Linked DNA regions of Zea mays: region 1 is linked to region 2. Evidence: chromatin contacts called from public Hi-C data. All regions are on one chromosome and are shown on one strand. Each heading gives the region's core, a stretch centred on a gene start, on an enhancer-like site or on the middle of the called end of the contact. The rest is flanking DNA. Distances are from core to core; before and after follow the strand shown. Region 1 has its middle 55 kb from the start of LOC103632739. Region 2 has its middle 73 kb from the start of LOC103632738.

Region 1 (5,890 bases), core at 1,434-3,933, 200 kb before region 2:
GCAAGTGGGATAAAGATGCAAGGCTAATAAGGTAAGGTTTAATGTTTAATGCAGTTAGTATTTTAGTTGATCAATATTTTATTATTAACATCTTATTAATAAGTATAAGTATATACTAAAGCCATATTAAACTTAAGAAATATTTATCAGCATATATATATATATATATATATATATATATATATATATATCATAAATAATCACTATCATAAGCTCAATCCACTTGAGCAAAATAGAACACGACATGAGGCTCAATCACTTGAGCGAACCACTTAAGCATACCATTTACACAAAATCGATCACGATTTATTTCCATCTTCATGTTCAATTATCATATGAGGGTTCAGGCCGCTCGTAACCATGAGCATGATTGATATATAAATTTTACACTCTGCAGAGGTTGTACACTTTACCCATGAGTCACTATTCCCTTATAGCCCGGGTTAGCTAGACCCGTATTCACTTCCGAGGTGAATGGCTAGGGTCTCACTACAAGGCTTCTCCCTAGAGTCCTCGTTATGCGAATGTCAGAAATGGCCAAACTGCATAGAGCACATCTGACGTAACTTAATCTTATACCCCAGTCTGTAGGAAAAGCATGGGAACTATACCTGTATCCAATCAACCTGAGCTAAAAATATAAGAGCATTCTAACACCCAAAATCCTGAATTTGGCATTTGTAAAAGGAATCACAATAAAGTGTCAGATGAATAATTATACTTTGGAATTTACCCTTCTTAAAATAAATAAATAATACAAAATTTTCAATTTATTAGAATGAGCTATTCCCTTCAAAGATTATATAAAATATTCTTTCATATGTTAGAGTAACTCTTGATAGAGATAATGCCTTTCCATAAAACCAAAACAAATAAGTGAATATTAAATTTTTTAATGAACCCTTAATTGACTACATATTCAAAATAATGATTTAATAGTGTGTGCGTGGTGTATTTTGAGCATTCGCTTAAAGGAATAACTAATATATATATATATATATATATATATATATATATATATATATATATATATATATATATATATATATATATATATATAACTTGCATTTGTGTGCTGGAGTTTATGAGGATTATGCATATTTGAATTTGAACCACAAATCTGATTCGAATTTGAAATAGGGATTTGAAGTATGAAAATTGAAAGGAAAAAATAATAATAGAGAGAAGAAGCTTACCTTTACTTGGGTCGATTCTCTCATTCACGGCCCACTTGCGCTCTCAGCCACCTCAGCACAGCTCCAACCCCGCGTGTGCCTACCACTGCCTGGTGGAACCCGCTGTTTAGGGCCTGTTTGAGAGAGCTTTGCTTCAAAAACTTCAGCTTTGGTTTTCCAGTTTCACTATAAAACAGCTCCAGCAAATTGTTAAGGTGAGTTCCAGGAGCGTTTGGTTTGTATATGGACTCCAACTTCTATAGTACAATTGATTTGTGTGTGTTTCCTTGATTACCCTTGATGATTAGTGGGTTGTCGCCAGAGAGAACGGAAGTTGTATGTTGCGTAACCAGTGGCATGGTGGGTAATTTTCATATAGCTTCATGAGGAGATATAAAAACAGTGTTTTTGAAGCACCCTCTAAGGAGCTTCATGAATTTCATGAAACGGGCCTCTAGTTTCGATTTTTTTTAAAACTAAAGCTCGTGGAGCTGGACCTGTTTGGGTTGAAGAAGTTCAAACGAAATTGAAATTCTTGAAGTGAAGCTCTCCCAAACAGGGCCTTAGCCTCACTCTCGCCCCCGTGAGCTCGTTTACTCTGCCAGGTGTGCCCGCTTGGGCAGCTCATTCTTCTTCATGCAAAACAGAATCAAGCGCAGATTCGCACCGGCATAACAAACCAGTGCAATCCCAGCCGAGCATGTCGCCTCACCCCAATATAAATCTGGATGCCGAGGCACCCTTCCCTTCCAATCCAAACCAATTCCATATGTCGCCGAGGTAGGGGTCGATCGTCAACAGGAACCGAGGGGGAGCTGTGAGCCTCCACACCACTATCCACTGACCACGACAGAAATCGGAGTGACAGGATCGTCCGATGTTCGTCGTAACACCCCGAGGATGCCGGTAAGGTTTCTTGGGCCAGAGCATCGACCGGGACCAAGGAATTTCTCGCCGAAATTCATCACCGCCGCGACTCCGCCGCCTGCGTGGTCGTTGACCTTCCTGCGCACCAAACCACGGTACGAGTTCCCTTGATAGCTCCGAGCCAAGTCCGCATCGAGTAGTGCTAGTTGTAACACGGTAATTTCCGGGCAGTGCGGCGCCAATGGCTCGCCGGAGCAAGTACTCCATTGCACATCCCCGTCTCTCCGTGGCCAGTTTCGACCACCGCGGGTGCGCCGAATTGGACACTGCTGAAAGTTTCGCATGCCTGACCTCTTTGCGTAGTGCTTGTTCGCAAGGGAGAAAGGCACCTAGGCAGCCAGTGCTGCATACGCCGGCGATGCCCTATCGTGGAATCGCACGAGGCGCCGCCTCGGCCCTGGTCTGGGTAGGGGGGAGAACGGTTACTGTTGATCGTGTGATCGATGATGGGGATTGGGTAATCTTGGAGGTTGGCTAGAGTGATCTGGTACCGTCAAATGAGAAAGGCACGGTCCGGATTAGATTGCGTCCTCATTAAATCTGGGCCCTGCATCGCTGATCCAACTACTCACACTTCGTGTCGGTTTATAATGTTATAGGATCTAATCTCATCCACTGTGTTCAGATTGGACGGCTCCCATACACTTGTACCCTTCGGTGCATGCACAATTGTTAAAAGGTCCCTAATCTTTTCACAAATTAACCCACCGTCCAGGGGAGTTCTAGAAGCATTAGAGCTGGGTCCTGTTTTATTCATTTTAAACCTTGAAACCGCTGTTATTGGTGTCCGCAGTCCAAGGTTATCTGAGATATTAAAAATAAATGTAGAAAATGAAGTTAGGTATAAAAATAAACCTAATAATCTAGTAAAATCCATATCTCCTCCGTTTTAGCTCTGATTCAACCCGTTCGAGTTGCATTAGGTTCGTATAAATATTATCTACAACCTAGTAACCTTATTTTGTTATGTAATATGTTGTCAAAATCGAGCACTTAATTGGTTTAGCATATGTTTAACTAATCCAAGCACATAAAACTTTGGAAACTCATATCGCATTCATTATAACTCTGATTTTAGTCGTTCTTGAACCTACGCTCTCGTAGCAACACATAGAATATTCTTATGTTGTTTGTTCTCATGTTTTGTGTAATGTTATGTTCATGTACTCCTTTCCTATTTGTATGTATTGATATGAGTAGCAGTGAGGTTACGAGTCACCCGAAGACCAATTTGGTGAAGTACCTGGGATCTCAAGTCACACACAACTTGTGCCCATGATCACTCTTCTCTACCTAATAATGTTCTCTGGTAATCACTGTGACATGCTCAGGTTAATTTGATGGGACCCAATAGGTTTCCCTAGTTTTGTTTACCCCACACCTTGAAGACAAATGAACTGTTGGGTAGACTTGCTATTGCTCTATCTGGTTTTGGGAATTAAAGTTACATCTGAGTTATGACCATGTTCCAATTTTGTTGTTGTTTTAATTATTGTTCATGACAAGATTATTGTGTTAATTGGAACATGGAGCTTAACTTGAGACGACAGTGCTACCATAGGGGTGGAATGGGACGCCCTTGGCCATGTAATTAGGAAAGCTAGGGAGAGATTACCTTACCCGAAAGGGGCAAGTTGGGAGGTGTCGCTGGAGAGTATTGGGAGGTTCTCAGGTCAGACTATTTGTTTGGCTTTCTGGACGAGGGATTCATATGCTTCCTTCTTCCTGAAACCATAGCGGGTTTTCTCAAACTAGTGGAACTTTGGAAAGGTCTCACGGTGGATCGCTAGCCATTCACATTAGAAGCGTCTAAGGGTCTAGCTAACCCTGGCTAATCGGGAAACGCGTCTTGTGGGTAAACATGCACAACCTCTGCAGAGTGTAAAACTAGTATATCAGTCGTGCTCACGGTCAAGAGCGACTCAGGACTCTCGCATGATTAACTTTTGGAACTAAACTTAATCTGTCATATGCATTGCATTGTGGGTGTTATTCTTAATTGTGATCTCTTATTTAATTGGGTTGGTATCTACTTATACTTAGTAAGTGTTAATAAAACTTTGACCAACTTTAAAAAGCAATGCTCAGCTTTAACCATCTTCTTTGCTAAGCCTTACACTTCATATGAGCCCCACCGTAAGTGAGATCATGCACATTATTCCCTACAACTTGTTGAGTGATGAACGTATGTGAGCTCACCCATGTGGTACTCACATCCCCCAAGTCAAGGACATGTACCACAGGATATGGAGCATGAAGGATGTTGTGATGAGTTCATGAGAGGGCTAGGTCATCGCCTCCTAGACAACTATGGTTGCTGGATCGTTGTCTTCTTATGATATAATTATTTAACTAATTTGTACATAACTCCATTATATAGTAAAGATGTGTCATTCATTTCTGTACCATGAGTCATCATATGTGTGAGACTTGATACTAGCACACATTTGATTCGCGCCCGGGTTTGCCCCTTAAATCCAGGTGTGACAGAAGTGGTATCAGAGGAATGTTGATTGTAGGACGTTACCTAGATAGAACTGGACAACCCTTACCTACTTACCTTTTCTACTCTGATTCTTTCTAAACTTACCTTAATCTTTTCTTATCTATTGCTACTTTACTCTGATTACTCTTACCTTGTCTTTCTTAAAACCAAAAGTGGATTTCACACTTTGAAATCTTGTACCTAAAGTGACCTTTAGGAAAGGAGGCCTAATCTTAGGAACAAAAACAAAACTAGTTTTGTAGGTATCTGTACGCTTGAATGTTTGTTCTTATGATACCTGTTTGATTTGGTTCTTTGATTGAATGTGATGAGTTGTGGAGTAATGTCCACAATTGCATCTACATATACATATAGGCATAAAATGTGTTTATAAGATAACTAGCCGACCTAGATTATTCCCCATTAAAATGTATATAGTATCATAGATCCATCTTATCTTAACAGATTCTATCTTATCCTTGGTGATTCATCATATAAACATAGTTATCCCAACCTAGACACAACACCGCCAACCAAAACTCTGATCCTTCCGTATATGACCAGCTACTAGGCTATTTGTTCTGCCTACTAAATTATTTCCCTTGCAAAAATATCTTAACATATGTCTCTAACCCAGATGGTTAATATCAGGAGGGGAGGAGGTCTTGATCTACCTACTCGTATTCGTCGCAGAAGGATAGTTACCCAACCATAATCGGAGATGAATCCTCCTCTGAATCCCCCACCGGCTAGGACAGATGTTGTAGCTGCCGCTCGGATGCAACTACTACAGCAGATGGCTAGCACCATGACACATATGCAAGCGCAAATCCATCAAGAGCGTCAAAAAATGTGTCAAGAGCGTCAGGAAATCCATCAAGAACGATAGGAATGACAGCAACTACCACCTCCACCAACCCAACTCCACCCAGGGATAAGCACCGAGAGTTTATGAGCCATAAGCCACCCACCTTGTCTAGCTCCCCAGACCCACTGCAAGTTGACAACTGATTAAAGTCCATGGAAAAGATGTTCAATATAGCTCAGTGCACTGATAGGGAGAAACTTCTATATGCATCGGGTCGCCTCACTGGCCCTGCTGCAGATTGGTGGGATGCATACTGCGCAGCACATGCTGCAGCTGACACCATCTTCTGTGCAAAATTCTCCACTAACTTTAGAAACTACCACATTCATGTTGGTCTCATGAAGATTAAGAAGAAGGAGTTCCTATCCCTCAAACAGGGAGGCATGTCAGGAAGCGAATACAAAGACAAATTCATCCAGTTATCCCGATATGCTC
Region 2 (6,464 bases), core at 2,132-4,631:
AATTTCCCTAGTGTTTTTATTTTAGTCAAAACCGTCTATTCACCCCCCTCTAGCCGGTGTCCTAGATCCTACAGAAGGGTATTAACACAAAAAAAATTGTATCAACAAGATGACATGTTCTGTTTTATATGCAGATCAGAATACGTGTATGTAAGTTCGCATGTCTAGGTAGTATGTACACAATGTAAACTAGGTTGTCGCATGGAACACTGTTGCATCTGTTATGTAATACCTATAAAATTAAGGGCTCATTTGGAACATAGAATTTTTTCTGTTTCATACGTTTTTCCTGTAAAAATGAACTGATTTTTGTGACATTTCTGTATGATTTCTCTAAAATTCCTGCATTCCAAAGAAGCCCTAAGGTAAAGGACAACCAGATGGAGAAACAATGACTTGGCTTAAATTATAAATGCGACAAGTGCGAAATCATTAGGGCTTGTTCGGTTGTGTCTAGGTTGTAGGGGATTGAAGAGGATTAAATCCCTCACTAGTCAAAATTAAATAGAATGGGATTTAATCCCCCTCGATCCCTTTCGATCCAGACGCAACCAAAAGACCTTATAGGGTAACCTTTTTTAATAGAGCAATGTTGCGTATCTAATATACTAAGGCTATCCGCATCGGTTCCCCCTAAGTTCGGTCCCCTATATCCCACTAACGTGCCCCCTATCAATCTCATACCGGATAATACATTCCTGATGAATGATCACTCTCCAGTGTAGAGAGAATATCTCCTAGTTGATATTATAATTCCATGATAGAACCTTTCTAGAAGAAATAAAGTATGAGTTGAACACCAAAATTATTAATCCCGATAAAGGGATAAAGACTCATACAGTCTCAAAACTGAATAAGATGAGATACCAAAGGACTTGAAGTTCATTGAATAAGCACATATGCATTCTACGAGTTTTACTCGTGGTATATTCCACTAGATGTGGAATTACGGTATCCTCTAAAGCCCTGATGGCAATAACCCAGATGGTTTAGGTGTTACTGGCAAAATATCCCCATTATGAAAGAATAACAGACTATAACAATGTATCTGATCAATGAAGTATCTCTAGTGGATTATGATCTTTGATGGACTTTTGTTATACCATCATAGAAGTTGTAATGAATGAACGCCTGGAGCGACGAGTCATATTTGGAATATGTACTATTGCAACTATATTGTCCCCTAAGTCCTTTGGAAGGACAAGTTATTTGCTTTGCACAACTATGTGTATATTGTGGTGTATGATAGAATGAAAAGTGTAGCACCCCAACCTCATCCATCCTCATTGTCTCGATGAACAATGAGACACATATCTTGAAGAATGTGCTTGAGTTATGAGGGATAATGACTTTGACATATGTCATCGTCAGGGGGAGCGAATGTTTAATATTGATCATAACTTTGAGACATTGAATGTCATATTGTATTCTCTAAAGGTGTCAACTTGATGATCGATTTATGAACCTTTATGGAAGTTTCTATCAAATATGTAGATCTGGTCGACCGAACGCCACGAGTCAATGTGGCTTATTTACGTTGATACGTGCACTAACCTCGTGTATCCGAGAAGTGAGTTGAGGTAAAGTTCCTGAAATGATCCTTGCAACGATATGCAATTCGTTTGCTAAATATCTATGTGCATATACTTCTAGAAGGTGTTTTGTCATATTGAGACAATTTTGCAAGGATCAAGGGGAGCATATTTCTAAAGTTAGCCCTTGTAAAAGATTCGATGGAATCTAGATCCAGAAGATCGAAATGTGTCCTGATGACAACTGTTGTACTCTTTTTCCCATGGTGAGTTTTCCTGAAGTTTCTCACATAAGGTTTTTAACGAGGCAACAAAGTGCAAATGCAATTTGCATCACTATGCACTCTTTCTCTGTATTTTTTTCACTGAGTTTTTAGGAGTTTTAATGAGGCATGTGTTGGTCGCAATATTCGTCCAAGGGGGAGTGTTGAGAAACCCTAACCAAGGGTTTTGTGGGCAAATACCAGTTTTACCCCTGAGGGTCTCACTGTCTATAGAAGGAACTCGTACCATGTCATGATGAATAACAGAACATAGAAAGAGGCCAGAGGCCCAACCTACATACTGTGTCTCGTGTGTTCCTCTATGTGCGTGGTTTGCTAGGAAGGGAATGGGTCTTCCACATCTTCTCGTGCCTGACCTACTGATAGAGGGAAGAGGTGACTTCCATTTGCATGAGATGATAAGCGGAAGTAATAGCGTGGGCCTTTATAGTGGTAGTGTTTGGTTCGAAAAGCCTGATTGCGGGACGAATGTGTAATGATTATTAGGGTATGTACAACCCTAACACTGTTGCACGGTACTCCAAGTATAATACATAGGTAAAACACAATATAATACAGCGAGTGTGTCTAAAACATGTGTCTTACTATATTCATTGCACCAATCAGAACGTTCAATAAATTAAATTGACCAATTGAGCATAGAACCAAGACACGATGTCTTCATCAAGATACGTGTCTTGAGTTTTTTTACATTTACCCTATTAGACAAACTCGAAGACGCAACTCAAGACATCTATTGTACATGTCCTTGTGGCATCATTTGGAATACGTGCATTTTTCTGTTTCATGTATTTTTTCCGTGAGAAATAATAAACTGATTTATGTAAAATATGTATATAATTTCTCTGAAATCCCTTTATTCCAAAGTCGTCGTATGCTCTCTATCTTATCTTATAAAGTAATAGAAAATCTGACAATTAAATAAATTAAAATTAATGGGCCTAGTAAAGGCCCGCTGGCCCACGGACATGGCATGTGGTTAGTGTACACGTAAGCGACACAGACGTGTCTACGGCCGCTGGATGAGGTACCTCATTTTTTTTATTTCTTGTCTTTAAATTGTTTCTTGTCTTCAAATTGTGCACGTCATGTACAATCAATTTGACAATTTATAGGCTGACCTGACAAGTGACAACCCTAGTCGACTGTGGCGTACGCATATTCTATAGGAGTGCTTTGCTCTGCACACATATTAAATTTTCGCACCCAGAGAAGAGAGTGCAACTAATAAATCTCTCTGAGATATGTTAGTTTTTTTTTGGTCCCTGCGTCGATCTAGATCTTCAGTACGTGCAGCGAACTCTCTTTGAAAATCAATGAGAGTAGAAGACGGTTCAAACACGGTCGTCTTTAATCTGAAACGAACAATCCCTCGGCCGACAAAACACACAAAAGGTACGGGGGAGAGCGGCAACGACACATATGTGAACCGGGGGCTGCGGCGCGGATGTGACGCTTATTTAGCTGCGCCATTTGCTAGCTCTAACGGCCACACATGTGTGCCTGTGCGTCGTCGCCGAGTCAATGGTGACTGCAACGACGCCTCTTTTACTGCGATGCAACGGCCTATTCGGTTAGCTGTCTGACCAAACCGTTATGACGTACGGTCCTCAGCTCTCTCTCTCTCAATCCATCAGATTCTCTGTGTCCCAGAACAGTAGTACTAGTAGCGTTACTGTTCCTGCCTGCGTGCGGAGAGCAACGACTCCATTTGCAGCCAAGTAAGTTGGGTGTAGTACGACACGTAGGGGGGAGAAGAGACATGGCGAGGAAGTCTCTGGACGATCGACAAGGATGAGCTAGGAAACTGACAAACTGTGTGTGTTGTCTGCGTATGATCACTCGGCCATCGGTTTGTGGCAAGCTGTGGTCTGCTGATAAAGTGAGCACCATCGAAAAGGGTGCATGCATGGAGATGGCGAAGCAACTTGGCTCTGTTGGAGTTAGTGGGGGCGGCTTGGCAGCGAGCCCAGGTCGCTTGCTGACGCAGCGACGTAGCAGCAAACCAAGCCAGCTACGCTCACAAACTGCAACGCTGCGTGTATCTGTATCCTACTACCAATCGCGTTCAGGCAATTCAACGAGCGAGCCCCTATCTCGCCGCATCGAAATCGACCGGCGTCCGGCGACGATGACGCGCGGCGGTACGGTGTCCCGCTCGATCCATCGTCTAGAACAACCCGCACCTCCTGCTGGCCGCATTACTCATGCGAGGAGAAGAAAAGTCCATCTCCGTACTGGGACACCGGAACACTTGACTTGCCACTGCCAGTTGCCACTTCGCTCTCCCGCCTTTAAATGCGCTTCCCTCTCGCCGCCCGTTCCAAGCTCGACGTACGGACGGGGCACGTGGCAGGCCGCGGCCTGGGATGCCGACGGGCGACGACGGCGATCGCCACGCCAACTCCAAGGCAGCTTCTGCGTCCTGGCCGGATCGACCGTCAGCAGCCGAATGAGCCCAACGAACGAGGGTTGCGTGCCCGGGGCCCGCCGCTTGTTTTTATCCTAGGGCTAGCTGTAGCCTGGCGGGGACGACAACATCTTCTCTCTCTTTTTTTTCTTTTGAATTGTTGTTGTTTGTATAGCGACTGAACATGATATATGGCTTGATACTGTGCACATGAAAATGAAAGAAATATAGCTTGATACTGTGCACTTGACTTAAATTGCAGTAGTAAATGAATGATATAGCTTGATACTGTGCACATGAGAAATGAAAGAAATATAACGACTGGACACCGGGACTGGTGAATGGTGATCTCCTTTTTTTGTGGGTTTTCCTGTGGTTTTACAATTAGCAAAAACATGGACGGGCACTGCACAACGAATGGCAATACGAGGTACGCCAGAGACTTCCCGGCTCATACTATTGCATTGTCTATGTGACTTCGCAACCTACAAGGTTCTGTGTGTCAAATGTAACCTGTCTGCTCACTGGATAGCTATGTCTCGTTCTCCAGTTTCGTCAGTCATAAACTGGACAGCAGATAGCTGTTGTTTTGTCCGAGTCTTCGGACGCTGAGCTGATGCATGCTGAGCGTAGTACGGAGCTTGTTCCAAGGTCTTGTTTGGATACTATAGTATTCACCTCAATCGTTCCGTCAATTCTATATTGATTGGAATGTATTGGAATAGATATGGATGTATTTTGACTTGCTATGGATTTAAACCGACTCAATATAGATGTCCAAACAGGCCACCCGGCACGGACCCGGCCCGAACCCGTTTCGGCCCGGTACGAATAGGGCCTGGCCAAGCACGGCCCGTTGATGCTTCGGGCCAGGTCGGGCTGGCCCACGTGCCTAAGGACATGCCCAAACCCGGCACGCACAGGGAAAAATCGTGCCGGGCCGGCCCGTTGGCCCGGTGGGCCTCAACGGACCGGACCGGGCACTGGCCCGAACCAACAGTAGAACGGTATATAAATACATATATTTAACAGAATTAATATATATAATAGCATATTATTTATATATATTAAGACAACAAAATATTTATGTATGCATTTTATATATGTTTGGCCGCGTATTTAGTATTTACATACTATGAAAGAATTAAATGTATTTACATATTTAATATTTACATAAATATGCGGGCCACCGTCGGGCCGACCCATTTATCGGGCCGGGCCGGGCCAAAGCACGCGGGCCGCCGTATCTGCCCATACCCGGCCCGCTAAACGGGTCGTGCCGGCCCGGGCCCGTAACCGACCGTGTCGGGCCATGTTTGGATCGGGCTAAATTCGTGTCGTGCCACGGGCCAAACGGGCGGCCCGCACTGTTTGGACATCTATACGACTCAATATCACCCAATCCAGATGGATTAACAGTGAAATGAACAAGGCCTAAGGTGGATTGGAGTGAAAATTAGGTTAATTTACACTCAATCCACTTCAATACATATGTATCGGGTGAATATTAGAGTACTAAACAAAGTCGTAGTGGGATAGCGCTGCCACTTACGCGTTCGTGCGCACGGATGTAGGGCACCACGTCTGCCATGTCTCTACTCCTATAAAAATTAGTTTTGTGTGTCATCCGCAAAGCGCAAACCTATTCTTATTCTAGCTTCTCGTCTTTCAGTGATCGTTACCTCACACATGTGAAATTAGATATGTTCTTTTCCATCTCTTCTCGTCTACTAGTGTGTCGTTACTACACAGATAAACCATGAAAAACCATCCAAATATAACATGACAGGAAATTACACAGCGCAGCGCTTACACTTAGTATCACCTCGCTAGCTGCAGTAGGACGAACGACCGAGCGACCTATTAAAAGAAGAGGTCGAGCTCTTTTTCAACTCATACCTTTTTAGTCTTTTGACTAAAATAAAGTGTAATATTTGTTATTCTTGATTTAATATCTGGTACGTGGGCTCAGTTGTACTGCTGGTAGAGTCTGTCACCCTCGGAGGCGACCCGTCAGGGAAGAAAGATTCCAGAGCTGTCTTGTGGTCAGCATGCCACCTAAGATGCCTCTAGACGGTAGAGTCGAAGAGTAGTGAAGATTAGGGATGAAAAAGATTAATTACTACTGTTAAAGGCAATGATAATAGATTGATTGGTTCGAATGTATTGTGTTTCAATCGGTTGTTCCCTTTATATATAGAAAGAGGTCTGGACCTATTTCTAGACCTATCCCAATCG

Evidence for each region. A called contact is a pair of places that touch in the nucleus more often than the background predicts.
Region 1: a contact with region 2 is called in a Hi-C map of leaf, with 5 times the contacts expected there. The contact joins two enhancer-like sites. A contact is called at or near these places in 5 of 25 Hi-C or Micro-C datasets (bundle sheath, ear, endosperm and 2 more).

The regions. Positions count from the first base shown.
Region 1 is chr7:117,053,469-117,059,358 of Zm-B73-REFERENCE-NAM-5.0, reverse strand. No RefSeq gene overlaps it. Among protein-coding and RNA genes, the nearest start is that of LOC103632739, 55 kb to the left of the region's middle. Within about 2 kb of position 2,683, at least 17 of the 20 cell types and tissues checked have an H3K27ac peak or open chromatin away from gene starts, as enhancers often do. A contact at or near this core is called in bundle sheath, endosperm and leaf, where this site is marked.
Region 2 is chr7:116,854,053-116,860,516 of Zm-B73-REFERENCE-NAM-5.0, reverse strand. No RefSeq gene overlaps it. Among protein-coding and RNA genes, the nearest start is that of LOC103632738, 73 kb to the right of the region's middle. Within about 2 kb of position 3,381, at least 13 of the 20 cell types and tissues checked have an H3K27ac peak or open chromatin away from gene starts, as enhancers often do. A contact at or near this core is called in bundle sheath, endosperm and leaf, where this site is marked.